Linked DNA regions of Macaca mulatta: region 1 is linked to region 2. Evidence: chromatin contacts called from public Hi-C data. All regions are on one chromosome and are shown on one strand. The core of a region is the stretch at or near the end of the contact, and the rest is flanking DNA. Distances in the headings are between cores, read along the strand shown. Region 1 holds the start of DR1 (down-regulator of transcription 1). Region 2 holds the start of DNTTIP2 (deoxynucleotidyltransferase terminal interacting protein 2).

The links. A called contact is a pair of places that touch in the nucleus more often than the background predicts.
Region 1: a Hi-C map of fetal cortical plate shows a contact between it and region 2, with 2.0 times the contacts expected there. The contact joins the promoter of DR1 here to the promoter of DNTTIP2 in region 2. A contact is called at or near these places in 2 of 14 Hi-C or Micro-C datasets (blood and fetal cortical plate).

Annotation. Positions count from the first base shown.
Region 1 is chr1:146,926,702-146,932,796 of T2T-MMU8v2.0, forward strand. It overlaps DR1 (down-regulator of transcription 1), which reads right to left and starts at 1,489. Exons shown (of 3, transcript NM_001257839.1): 1 at 1,088-1,489. The coding sequence starts at 1,307.
Region 2 is chr1:146,401,646-146,407,557 of T2T-MMU8v2.0, forward strand. It overlaps DNTTIP2 (deoxynucleotidyltransferase terminal interacting protein 2), which reads left to right and starts at 3,014. Exons shown (of 7, transcript XM_015145331.3): 1 at 3,014-3,143; 2 at 4,344-5,912. The coding sequence starts at 3,072.

The DNA.
Region 1 (6,095 bases), core at 239-2,738, 520 kb after region 2:
ACCTGCCTACCAAAATGATTAAAATTAACCATTTTTTCCCTGGTTTCACAAGCAATCAATACTTTTAATTAGATTATTACGAAAGGCAAGTTCTCACTTCAAATTGAGAACAACTCTTTCACAAGAGTACATGTAAAAATATCGCAAAAGGTACATTCCCGAAACATTATGACTAGTAAATATGTTTCTCCTCTCTGAAACCATTAGAATACAGTCCCCCAAATCCCTATTACGGGACCACAACCTTTTCAGGATAAAAGAAACTGTTGAAGCTTTCAGAAGTGCTGTTCAATAAAAGCCTAAGTGTATGCATCCAAATAAGAATGACAGCAGGAAAGGACGGGGAAATTTTCCGTTTAAAAAAAAAAAACTTGCATAAACTTTCAATCAAAGATTTTAAAACTTATCTCCACAGAATAGAACAAAGCAAACGACATAAAGGCAAACAAAAAGAAAAAAACAAAAATTTAAAGTTCACCCTTTTCTTACAGAATGGACCAGGAGTGCTTTCGTAACTCATTCATGAACGTACCATCAAACCATTTTTAGAGCAGAAAACATACCTCCTTTTATTCAACAACGATAAACTTGACAACGTTGAACACATTGTATATTAAGAATTTTTTAACTCATGTGTTCAGAAAATAAATCTTTTCCTCTACATTGGTGAAAGGTCAGGTGGGGAAGGGGCGCTCTGTCTCCATCCATACTTGAAGTTCCTCTGTCTGAATTTTTAATTTTCCAAGGGAGAACTTCTGCGTTCCTTAATTATTATCTAAGTTCAACTTCAGGCAAGCAATTCCTGTTGCTTCGGCTTACCTGGCTGTAAAGTGAGATCACTCTTTATGTTTTGGGGACGTTGACCTAAATGTTTGCACTCCTTACGTGTATTCGCTAGATGAAAAGTACTGCAAGAATGCTACAAAGGGATTGTTTTTAAAGCACGGGCTACCTACATGCCAGTCTGGCTTTTTCATTAAGTTACTTACCAGTGAAGAGGAATGAAGGCTTTGACATGAAAGCGTCACGCGATTAGCAGACTGCTCCCCTAGACCCTCATTCAAACCAATTTCCACACATGACTTACCTTGTATGACATGTTCTGGTGAGATGGTCTTCTTTTCCGATTTGTTACAAATCTCATTGGCTTCAGAAGATATAAGGTGAATGAATTCAGTGCAGCAGTTCACCACCAGCTCTCGAGCATCGTTGGCCACCCGGACATTAGGAAGAGTCTCTTTGATCATTTTATTGATAGCAGCTCTGGGGATAGTGAGATCATCATCGTTGCCAGACGAGGAAGCCATAGTACCTTCCTGTTTCTCGCGCCCCGGCTTTTAAAAACTCCCCGGCTCTGGTCCACTACTCCACGGAGATCTCTCAAAAAGCCGCCCTCGGAGAGTGATCCCGGGGGGTGCTTCGCGAAGAGGGTGCAGAAAATGAACGGAGGAGGAGCTGGCTTGAGGGCTGGGAACGCTCGCGTGTGTGAGAGATTTAGGATGAGTTTGGGAAGAAAGTGGGGGCCTGAGGATTCTAGAGAGAGCACAGCCCAGGCTGAGGGGAAAGCGCGGTGGTCCGGAAATTTGAGCGGCTGGGGAACCACCTTCGGGTCTCCTCAGAGGGGCGGGCACTGTCGCCTAACTGGTCCCCAACGGCGTCGAAGAGGCAAGATCCAGGGGCACTGGCCTCGCCGCGGTACCGGGCGGGTACCCAGCGGGCTCGGCTCTATAGAGCCCGAGGCCCCGCTGCCGCTGCCGCCGCCGCCAGCAGCCGTTGCCGCCGCCTCGGCCAAACCATCCTTCAGACACCCGCGCCGCCGCCTCACAACATGTCCGCCGCTGCCGCTGCTGGAACGGCGACGGCCGCCTGGGAACTAATATGGACAGAGCCAGGCACAGTGGGAGTCGCAGTGGCTGCCACCGTGGCCGCGTAACCCGAACGCAGATCCTGGAAGCCGAAGCGGCGGCAACGGTGGTCCCTCCAGAGGCCAGGGAAGATTTGCAGGAAGCCGCTCCCGACACCCTTTGCGCCGCCGGAAGCTTCGTTCCTCAGATTTCCCCCTCCCTCCCGGACCGACTTCCGGATGTGGCTGCCGCCCTTCCCCCACCCACGCTGACGGGAGCCGCCCGTTCCCGCTGCCAGCAGCTTCCGCCTGCTGCGGTCCTGGCAAGCACCTCGGGATCCCATTCCTTCACAGGGGCCCTAGCCGGGCAAGCGCGCGCGTCACTGTACCGGAGAGCTCCAAGCACGCGCTTGGTCAGGGGCCCGGACGCTAGATCTGGGAAGGGGTGGTGGCTGGCTAGATGGGCGAGGAAGGATCGTCTCTACCCTCTCTCCAGCAGCTGAGGCCTCCGAACCCATCCCTAGCCGGATTTGGGGACAGAGGAGCGCTGGTATTGATAAAAGAACTCTCTTTGCTATTCTTTTAGGAGCCCAAATGAGGATTGAAAGTGAGAAGAATGGGGCCTGGGCTTGGGAGTGGGAGGTGGGGAAAGCACAGAATCCCGTGTGCCTGTTTCTGCGTCGTCTGGAGAGAAAGCTTTTGAAGATGTCTAATAGACCTTATTCGGGTAAAAGCTCTCTAAAGTCCTCCACCTTTTTTTTTTTTTTTTTTACTGCATGGAAAATGAAACAGAGAAGTTACTTGCCTAGAGGCGACTAAGTCGCCTAATAGATAAGGAGGAAAGTAGAAGTCAGTTCCAACGTAGTGGAAATGCATGGCGTACAATGAGCCGTATTAGAAGGTTCCCATTTAGACAGTTTTCATGGTGTATTCCATGTTGGCTTCTACAGGGGAAAAAAATGTTAGAGCATCTTAACTGTTTTTGCTTCTTTCCATAGTGACTAGTAATATCAACAGGTGTCAAGATCTAAACAGAAATTGCATTTTAAAAAGTGTGTCAGCCGGGCGCTGTGGTTCATCATACCTGTAAACCCAACACTTTGGGAGGCTGAGGCAGGGAGATCACATGAGCCCAGGAGTTCAGGACCCCCCTGGGCAACATGTGAGACCCGTCCCTACAAATATCTGTGTGTGTGTGTGTGTGTGTGTGTATTCATTCCAATATCCCACTGTTTATAGTATAGCCTCTTCTCCCATATGACAGTATGACACTCTTACGGGTTTTTTTTTTCCACCGGGCTTGGTGGCAGGCACAGTAGTTCTGGCTACTCTGGAGGGTAAGGTGGGAGGATCGATTGAGCCCAGGGGGTCAAGGCTGCAGTGAGCTGCGATTGTGCCATTGCATTTCCAGCCTGGGTGACAGAGAAAGAGTCTTTGTCTCAAAAAACGTTAAAAAAAAAAAAAAAAAGACAAACTAAGTTTGTCATACTGTCGTGTGGAATAAGAGGCTATATAAATAGTGGGATGTTGGAATTTCTAAAAACAAGACACCGTTTAAATCCATTTTGTCACTTTGGTTCATCAGATTCATTACTCTTGATGACACCTGGCTTGTTGACAATGTTTTCTTAAAACATTCTGTCTGAGCCCTGTATGCTGTTCTCAAGAAGACATTACAGTTTATTACTCTATTTTTTCATTTAGCATTTTCTCCAGGACCACTTACTGGTTCTTTAATTTCTGAAGTGTGGACACTTGTTTTTCAGTGCTACTAAATTTAGTCAAAACAAAATTTCTTTGATTAAAAACAGTATTTTAATTAAATTTTCTTCAGGCCGGGCATAGTGGCTCATACTTGTAATACCAGCACTTTTGAGAGGCCAAGGTAGGCGGATCACTTAAGCTCAGAAGTTGACCAGCCTGGCTAACATGGTGAAACCCCACCTCTTCTAAAAATACAAAAACTAGCTGGGTGTGGTGGTGGGCACCTGTAATCCCAGTTACTTGGGAGGCTGAGGCAGGAGAATCACTTGAACCCTGGAGGCAAAGGTTGTAGTGAGCCGAGATTGCACCACTACACTCCATCCTGGGCGACGGAGCAAGACTGTCTCAAAAAAAAAATCTTTATGAAGTGGTGGTTTGTTGTTTTTTTTTTTTCGTCAGTTTACTGTTGATTTAAAGATTTATTATAGTGCCTAAATTTATCTTGACCTTATCAAGTTTATCAATCTGAAAAAGCTAGCTGGCAAAAAATGTCCTGAGTTGTCACAGTGTCACTGACCCATATCTTGTCTCTCCTGAAAAAACTATAATAACTTTGCTTTTTCATGTAACATTTATGTTCTTTATAGACTTGTGCTAAATAGATGAGTAGAGCACACATTATTTCAGTAATAGTTTATTGCTAGAGGCTTCTGTGGTAGCATAAACAGAATTGAATGTGTAGTAAAGAGTTGTAGGTACCAGTCCCAACTTTTTTTACTTAGACAAGTCACTCTCCAAGCCTCATTTTCTTCAATTCAGATATAGAAATATTATGTAACACACAGGATTCAAAATCAAATGAGACTTGTGTGAAAGTACTTTTTGTAGTATGAAGTGTTATATAATGTTACTGTCTATTATCTTTATCAGGCTTGGTCAGTCCAACTAGTAATAAACCATGTAACTAGTTTATTACATATGTGGCTGAGAGAAATTTAATTGGATGTAAATACCAGTGTGATATGTCATAAAATATGCTAATCTGTAGCCCATATTTAAATAGTTATTTATAGTATACTATATGTATCTATATTATAAATAGGCTTTTGAGGACAAAGAGAACATCTCCTTATTAAGCTTTAAGAGTTTCAGAGAGAGTGCATATATATGAAACATTATTTTTTCATGTTGTCTAGGTGCAGTTGTGCACACCTGTGAGCCTAGCTACTTGGGAAGCTGAGGTGGGAGGATTACTTGAGCCCAGGAGGTTGAGGCTGCAGTGAGCCATGATCATGCTACTACACTCCAGCCTAGGTGACAGAGTGAGACCCTGTCTCAAGAAAAGGAAAAAAAAAAAAGTTTAGCTTCAGACTACGGTTAGGGGAGTGTCACTGTCAAAAATAGTGGAGTTGAAAGGGAGCTGTTTAGAGAAGACATGCTTGCTTTTGCATGTGTTTGGGCAGGCATGTATAGACTTGGTGTCCTATAGAAAGAGGAAAGAGAAGACAGCATCTGGGCCGGGCGCGGTGGCTCAAGCCTGTAATCCCAGCACTTTGGGAGGCCGAGATGGGCGGATCACGAGGTCAGGAGATCGAGACCATCCTGGCTAACACAGTGAAACCCCGTCTCTACTAAAAATACAAAAACTTAGCCGGGTGAGGTGGCAGGCACCTGTAGTCCCAGCTACTCGGGAGGCTGAGGCAGGAGAATGGCGTGAACCCGGGAGGCGGAGCTTGCAGTGAGCTGAGATCCAGCCACTGCACTCCAGCCTGGGTGACAGAGCGAGACTCCGTCTCAAAAAAAAAAAAAAAAAAGAGAAGACAGCATCTGATTTCTACATTCATTCAATAACTGTCTAGTGTCCTGACTATGATGTAGGAGAAATAAAGATGAATATAACTCCCCCCTTGTTCTTGAAGACCCTATAATCTGGTGGGAGAAGCAGAATATAAACCAGATTGAAATAAATACTGTGATAAAACACACAGGTTAAGAATGTGCATGGGAAGAAGTGATTAACACACTAGTGAAGTACAAAGGGTTTTATGGAGGACTGAATATTTTAACTGCGGCTTGAAGATTGAGTACAATTTTGGTAGAGAAGGAAAGAGCATATAACTGAAGAAAAAACACAAAAGTATATTGTATGACTTGGGAAAATAAAGTAGTCTAGAGTGGCTCTGTTAATAGGGTTTGTAAAGAGGTGTAGTGGTATATAATGCAGGAAAAGTAGGTTAGGGCAAAAAGAAAACAGATCAGTGCCTGATATGAATTATACACTGGGCCAAAAGTTTTCATATTTGCTATTTCATTTAATTTCTATATAGCCATGCAAAATAGGTGTTTTGACATGGGGGGAAAACAGTCTCAGAGAGTTTTACTAATTTGTTCAAAGTCTCACAGATAATAAGTAATGGAGCTGAAATTTCAAACCAGGTTGTTATTTAACTCCAAAGCTGAAGCTATTTGTAATTTGATAACTATCTCTAAATTAAAAAAAAAAAAAAAAGGAAAAAAGGTTATATTCATTATAGGACTTTAAAAAATA
Region 2 (5,912 bases), core at 1,764-4,263:
AGGCTCATCCACTAAAACTGTCATCTTTTGGTTAATGCCTAAAATTCCAGGGAGCTTTGACCTTTCAGTTTAAGGATTTAATTAATAAAATATAGATTATTTAAGGTAAATTTCCTTTTGGGCCTGAGTAATAGTATTGGTTACCATTAAAAAATGTGGGAGTTGGGGCATTGACCCCCCTGCACAGTTGAAAATCCACAGATAACTTTTGACTCCCCCAAAACTTTACTAATAGCCTACTATTGACCAGAAGCCTTGCAGATAACTAGTTGATTAATACATGTTTTATATGTTGTATATATTATATATTGCATTCTTACAATAAACTAGAGAAAAGAAAATTTTAAGAGAATCATAAGGAAAATATATTTACTATTCAGTGGAAGTGGATCATCATAAAGGTCTTCATCCTTGTCTTCATGTTAAGTAAGCTGAGGAGGAAGAGGAGGGGTTAGTCTTTCTGTCCAGTGGTGGTGGAGGCAGAAGAAAATCACTGCATAAGTGGAACCTCCCAGTTCAAACCCGTGTTGTTCAAGGGTCAACTGTATTGTATATACTATATTTACCTAAAATTAGATATACTATATTTGCCCTAAATCCACTTCAGATAAAGAAGATAGGCAAAGAATAGGGCAAACCTGGTAAGCCCATGTAAAAACACTTTTTTTTGCCTATGGTAGATTTGTTGATAGACCAGCTCAATCTTCTTATATTATGAATATGTACTGACAATTTTCATATCTTATGTTTGTTTCTTGACCTTAGATTATATATGAGTTTGTTTTTTCCTTTTTCTTTTTCTTTACTTGAAAGGGCCATACTTGCAAGTGAATATTAGACATTGAATGATTTTCTAATATTCTCTCCAATTTTCTACACCTACTTCTGTCATCTTAATTTCTATTTCCATGCATTTGCTCACATTAAAGTTGTGGAGATTAAATGAGTGAATACATGTAAAGCATGTAACTAGTATCCAGCAGATATTAAGTGGCCAATACTATTATGATTGATGCTGCTGTTCTTTGATGCTTTGATCTCCGCAGCCTACATCCAATTGGTTCACTTTCCTTCTACACAATTTGTCTCCTCTTCAAATCTAGCCTTTCTCTTCTGTTCATCTTCTTACATAATCTCACTGCTACTTGGCCCTACTAAAATTTATTTTTGCTCTTCACGTTTGCCACAAAAGTTGATCTAAACCATTTCCATTCTTCTGAGATGTATCACCTACTTCTTTTGGATAGATAATAACAGAGGCTATTATCTATCCAAAATCTTCTCTTCTTCACTCCACTTGAACATACTTGCATTCACATTCTCCTCTCTGTTTCAAATATCAACTCTTCCCTCCTGCCTCAAAGGAAGGTGCATTCTTTTCTGGCTACAGCCACATCTGTTTATTATCCAGTCCTTCAGTTAGCATTAGGCTGGGCTGCAAATAGAAAAATCTGTAAGTAACAGTGGCTTTTAGCAAGGTGTTTTCCTCAGGTGAAAAATCTAGAAGACTCTTGAGGGCTCCTAGGGCAGCTCCACGAGTTGATTTTTCCATCTCACTGCTATGCCATCTCTAAAGCATGCCTTCATCCTTATGGCACAAACTTGCTGCCTGAAAACCAGTGAACCCAACTTTCCAGGAAGTAAAATGCACTTTAAAAGGCCACGAGGGCCTGGCGAGGTGGTTTACGCCTGTAATCCCAGCACTGTAATCCCAGCACTTTGAGAGGCCGAGGCGGGCGAATCACCTGAGGTCAGGGGTTCAAGACCAGCCTGCCCAACATAGTGAAACCCCATCTCTACTAAAACTACCAAAAAAAATTAGCCGGGAATGGTGGCGGGCGCCTGTAATCTCAGCTACTCCTGTAATCTCAGCTACTCCGGAGGCTGAAGCAGGAGAATCGCTTGAACCCGGGAGGCGGAGGTTGCAGTGACCCAAGATTGCACCATTGCACTCCAGCCTGGGCAACAGAGCAAGACTGCGTCTCCAAAAAAAAAAAAAAAAAAAAAAAAAAAAAAAAAAAAAAGCCAGGGACGGCCTCCTCTCTTTTAGATGCCGTCCCTAAAGACATGCACACAATTTATACCTAATTGGCTAAAACGTAGTCACGTAGCCACATTTGGCTGCAAGGGAGACTATAAAATAAGCAATTTAAGCTGGGAAGCAGTGTGTCCACCGAAGTCTGTGTTCTGTGACTTTAAATAAAAAATTGATTTTCTGTTATAAAGAAGTAGAGACTAGGTTTGGTGAGGCACTCATCCATCGTTTCTCACCTCCAACAATAATTTGCGTTTACTTATTTTTTCAATCCCCCATCCCCTCAAACATAGTTCTCTACCTTTTGTCCCAAAAGATAACCAAAAAAACCTCTTGATTCTGGTCATTCTCTTCCTTTCACTGCAACAACAATAACAACAAAACCTTATTCCTCTCCTTTACAATTTCTTTAACTTTTTTTCTTTTCTGCTATTCCCAATCCCTAAACACCATCTCACGTTTAGATTATATAGCTTTCTACTTTGTCTCCGAGTTCCTGTGGGCACTTTATATCCCTTTTACCTCAACCAAGTCCTTAAATTTTATTTTATTTATATTTAGCGTCACAAATAATACACGAGTAAATATTGCCTTTTTTAAAAAAAGTACAAATACCTCAAACGTCTCCCTTGGATACACCAAGGGCTACATTAAGCTCTTTAGAACACAGAAATGAAAGAACGCCTCCCGGGTTCAAATGATTCTACTGAACAAATGAACGGATAGCCTGTCGGTGCGTTTTTACAATTCATGTGAACCTGTACGCTAAGGCCCTCTGTCACTGCGGGCTTCGCTGCCCCCATGAAGGTCTTTGCCAGCAAAAATCTGGCTTGTCTTCTACAGCTCTAAAGTGCACACTTAAACCCAAGCCCGTTGTCTCAGACCGCCCTAGCCTGAACTGGCTGGGCGAAGGCAGGGATGAGATTCTCGCGAGCTCTCGGATCTTCGCGGAAAACGCGCTCGAGACAGTTCTCTGACGCATTTCCGGAGCGCCAGGGAAGAGGGAAGTAGTGGTTGTCGCGGGGGAGCCGGAAAGATGGTGGTTACCAGATCCGCACGGGCTAAGGCCAGCATCCAAGCCGCGTCGGCTGAAAGTTCCGGGCAGAAGGTAGGAAATCCAGTCTTTCCTACTTCTCCCCGCTTCGCAGAGCGGCGCTCAGGCAGGCGGGGCGGCGCAAGGGTCCGCTTAAGGGTGCGGACTGCCAACAGAGGACCCCAGCTTGCCGCGCGCTTGGGTTTCCCAGGCCCCGTGCTAAGACTGTCACGAAAACTAGCCCTCACCACTGTCTTTTAAGGCAGTTTTTAGTATGGAAGAGAGGTTAGATAACTTTCTTTGGGTCGTTCAACTCCTTAATGCAGAAGCATAGTTCAAGCTTTTTAAACCATACTGTTAACACGGTACCAAGGAGGGTTAATTTCGGCCACCATGCACAAGCCCCATTTAGGGGAACTGGAAAAAAAGCTTCGTTTTCACGTGGGGAGGCTGGCAGCTGTCCAGCGTTACCTCCTTAAGGCGTGAGGAGGGCTGTGGTGTCGTCACTTGGTGACTCTTAGTGGCGTCAGTCGGCTGTCTCATTCTGACTCTGCGATGCAGGGAACGGAGCGGCGGCGATTTTTTCCTTACGTAAAGGTAAGGGCGGCTGATTCCATCATTGTGTTCCTAAACACATCGTTGTTCGGAGTTAATATTCCTTTTCTCCCCCTCCTATAGGTGGGTCAGAATGTTCGTCTACCCATTATATTTGACTTTAAACAGAAAAATTTTAATTGTTCTGCTTCTGAAGTTACATCTAGGAAGGATGAGGCAAGTGAAGTAAATGCAGGGTTGGATCCAGTGTTTAAATTTTGATTTTTTTTTTTTTTGATTCGGAGTCTTGCTCTGTCGCCCAGGCTAGAGTGCAGTGCCCAGGCTAGAGCCGCGACCTCGTCTCACTGCAACTTCTGCCTCCCGGGTTCCAACAATTCTGCTCCAGGCTCCCGAGTAGCTGGGATTACAGGTGCGCACCAACACGCCCGACTAATTTTTTTACTTTTAGTAGAGACGGGGTGTCACCATATTGGCCAAGCTGTCTGGAACTCCTGACTTCGTGATCCACCCGCCTCGGCCTCCCAAAGTGCTGGGATTACAGGCGTGAGCCACCGCGCCCTGCCAAATTTTGATTTTTTAAAAATCATGAGTTGGGCGGGTTTTGTTTTTTGTTTTAAAGGTAATCTTGTTTACCGGGTTTTAGCTTTTGGGGTCAGTACCAAAGGCTTTGCCTTTGTTCCAGCCGTACCTAATTTACAGTGTGTTTTCTCTGGTTTGCAGAGTTCTGCTGCTAATGGGATTCAAGCGCATCCAGAAAGTAGTACTGGATCTGATGCCCGAACTACTGCTGAATCACAGACCACTGGGAAACAAAGTTCAATCCCTAGAACTCCTAAAGCTAGAAAGAGGAAGAGCAGAACTACAAGCTCACTACCAAAGGGTACTGAACCATCTACGGATGGAGAGACCTCTGAGGCAGAGTCAAATTATTCTTCTGTGTCTGAGCACCATGATACCATTTTAAGGGTAACTAGGAGAAGGCAGATCTTAATTGCATGCTCCCCAGTGTCCAGTGTTAGGAAAAAGCCGAAAGTAACTCCAACAAAGGAGTCTTACACTGAAGAAATAGTCTCTGAAGCAGAATCTCATGTTTCAGGTATTTCTAGAATTGTGCTTCCCACAGAAAAAACGAGAGGAACCAGAAGAAGTAAGGCTAAATCTCTGACAGATCCAAGCCAAGAATCTCATACAGAAGCTATATCTGTTGCTGAGACATCAAGCTCAGACATTTCATTCTCTGAAATTGCAACTAGAAAAACCAGGAGTATGCAGAGGAAATTAAAGGCACAAACTGAAAAGAAAGATAGTAAGATTGTACCAGGAAATGAGAAACAGATCGTGGGCACACCTGTGAATTCAGAGGATTCAGATACCAGACCAACTTCCCATTTACAAGCAAGATCTCTTTCTGAGATAAATAAGCCAAATTTCTATAATAATGACTTCGATGATGATTTCTCCCACAGAAGTTCAGAAAATATATTAACAGTGCAAGAACAGGCCAATGTTGAATCTCTTAAAGAAACAAAACAGAATTGTAAGGATTTGAATGAAGATGCCAATGGAATAACAGATGAGGGGAAAGAAATTAATGAGAAAAGTTCTCAGCTGAAGAATCTTTCTGAACTTCAGGACACTAGCCTTCAACAGTTACTTTCTCAGCGACATTCAACCCCCCAAAATAAAAATGCTGTATCAGTGCACTCTAATCTGAACTCTGAGGCTGTAATGAAATCATTAACTCAAACATTTGCAACTGTGGAAGTAGGCAGATGGAATGACAAGAAAAAAAGTCCCATAAAAGCAAGTGACCTGACAGAGTTTGGTGATTGTGGTGGTAGTGATGATGAAGAAGAGTCCACAGTTATAAGTGTCAGTGAAGACATGAACAGTGAAGGGAATGTCGATTTTGAATGTGATACCAGACTATACACGTCTGCGCCCAACACATCTCAGGGTAAAGATAATTCTGTCTTATTAGTTCTCAGCAGTGATGAAAGCCAACAGTCTGAAAACAGTGAGAATGAAGAGGATACTTTATGTTTTGTTGAAAATAGTGGCCAAAGGGAGTCATTAAGTGGAGACACAGAAAGTCTGTCATGTGACAATGCATTGTTTGTAATTGACACAACTCCTGGAATGAGTGCTGATAAAAATTTTTACTTGGAAGAGGAAGACAAAGCAAGTGAGGTTGCCACTGAGGAAGAAAAAGAAGAGGAAGAGGGTGAAAAAAGTGAAGATTCATCAGACCATGACGAAAATGAAGATGAGTGTAGTGATGAAGAAGAC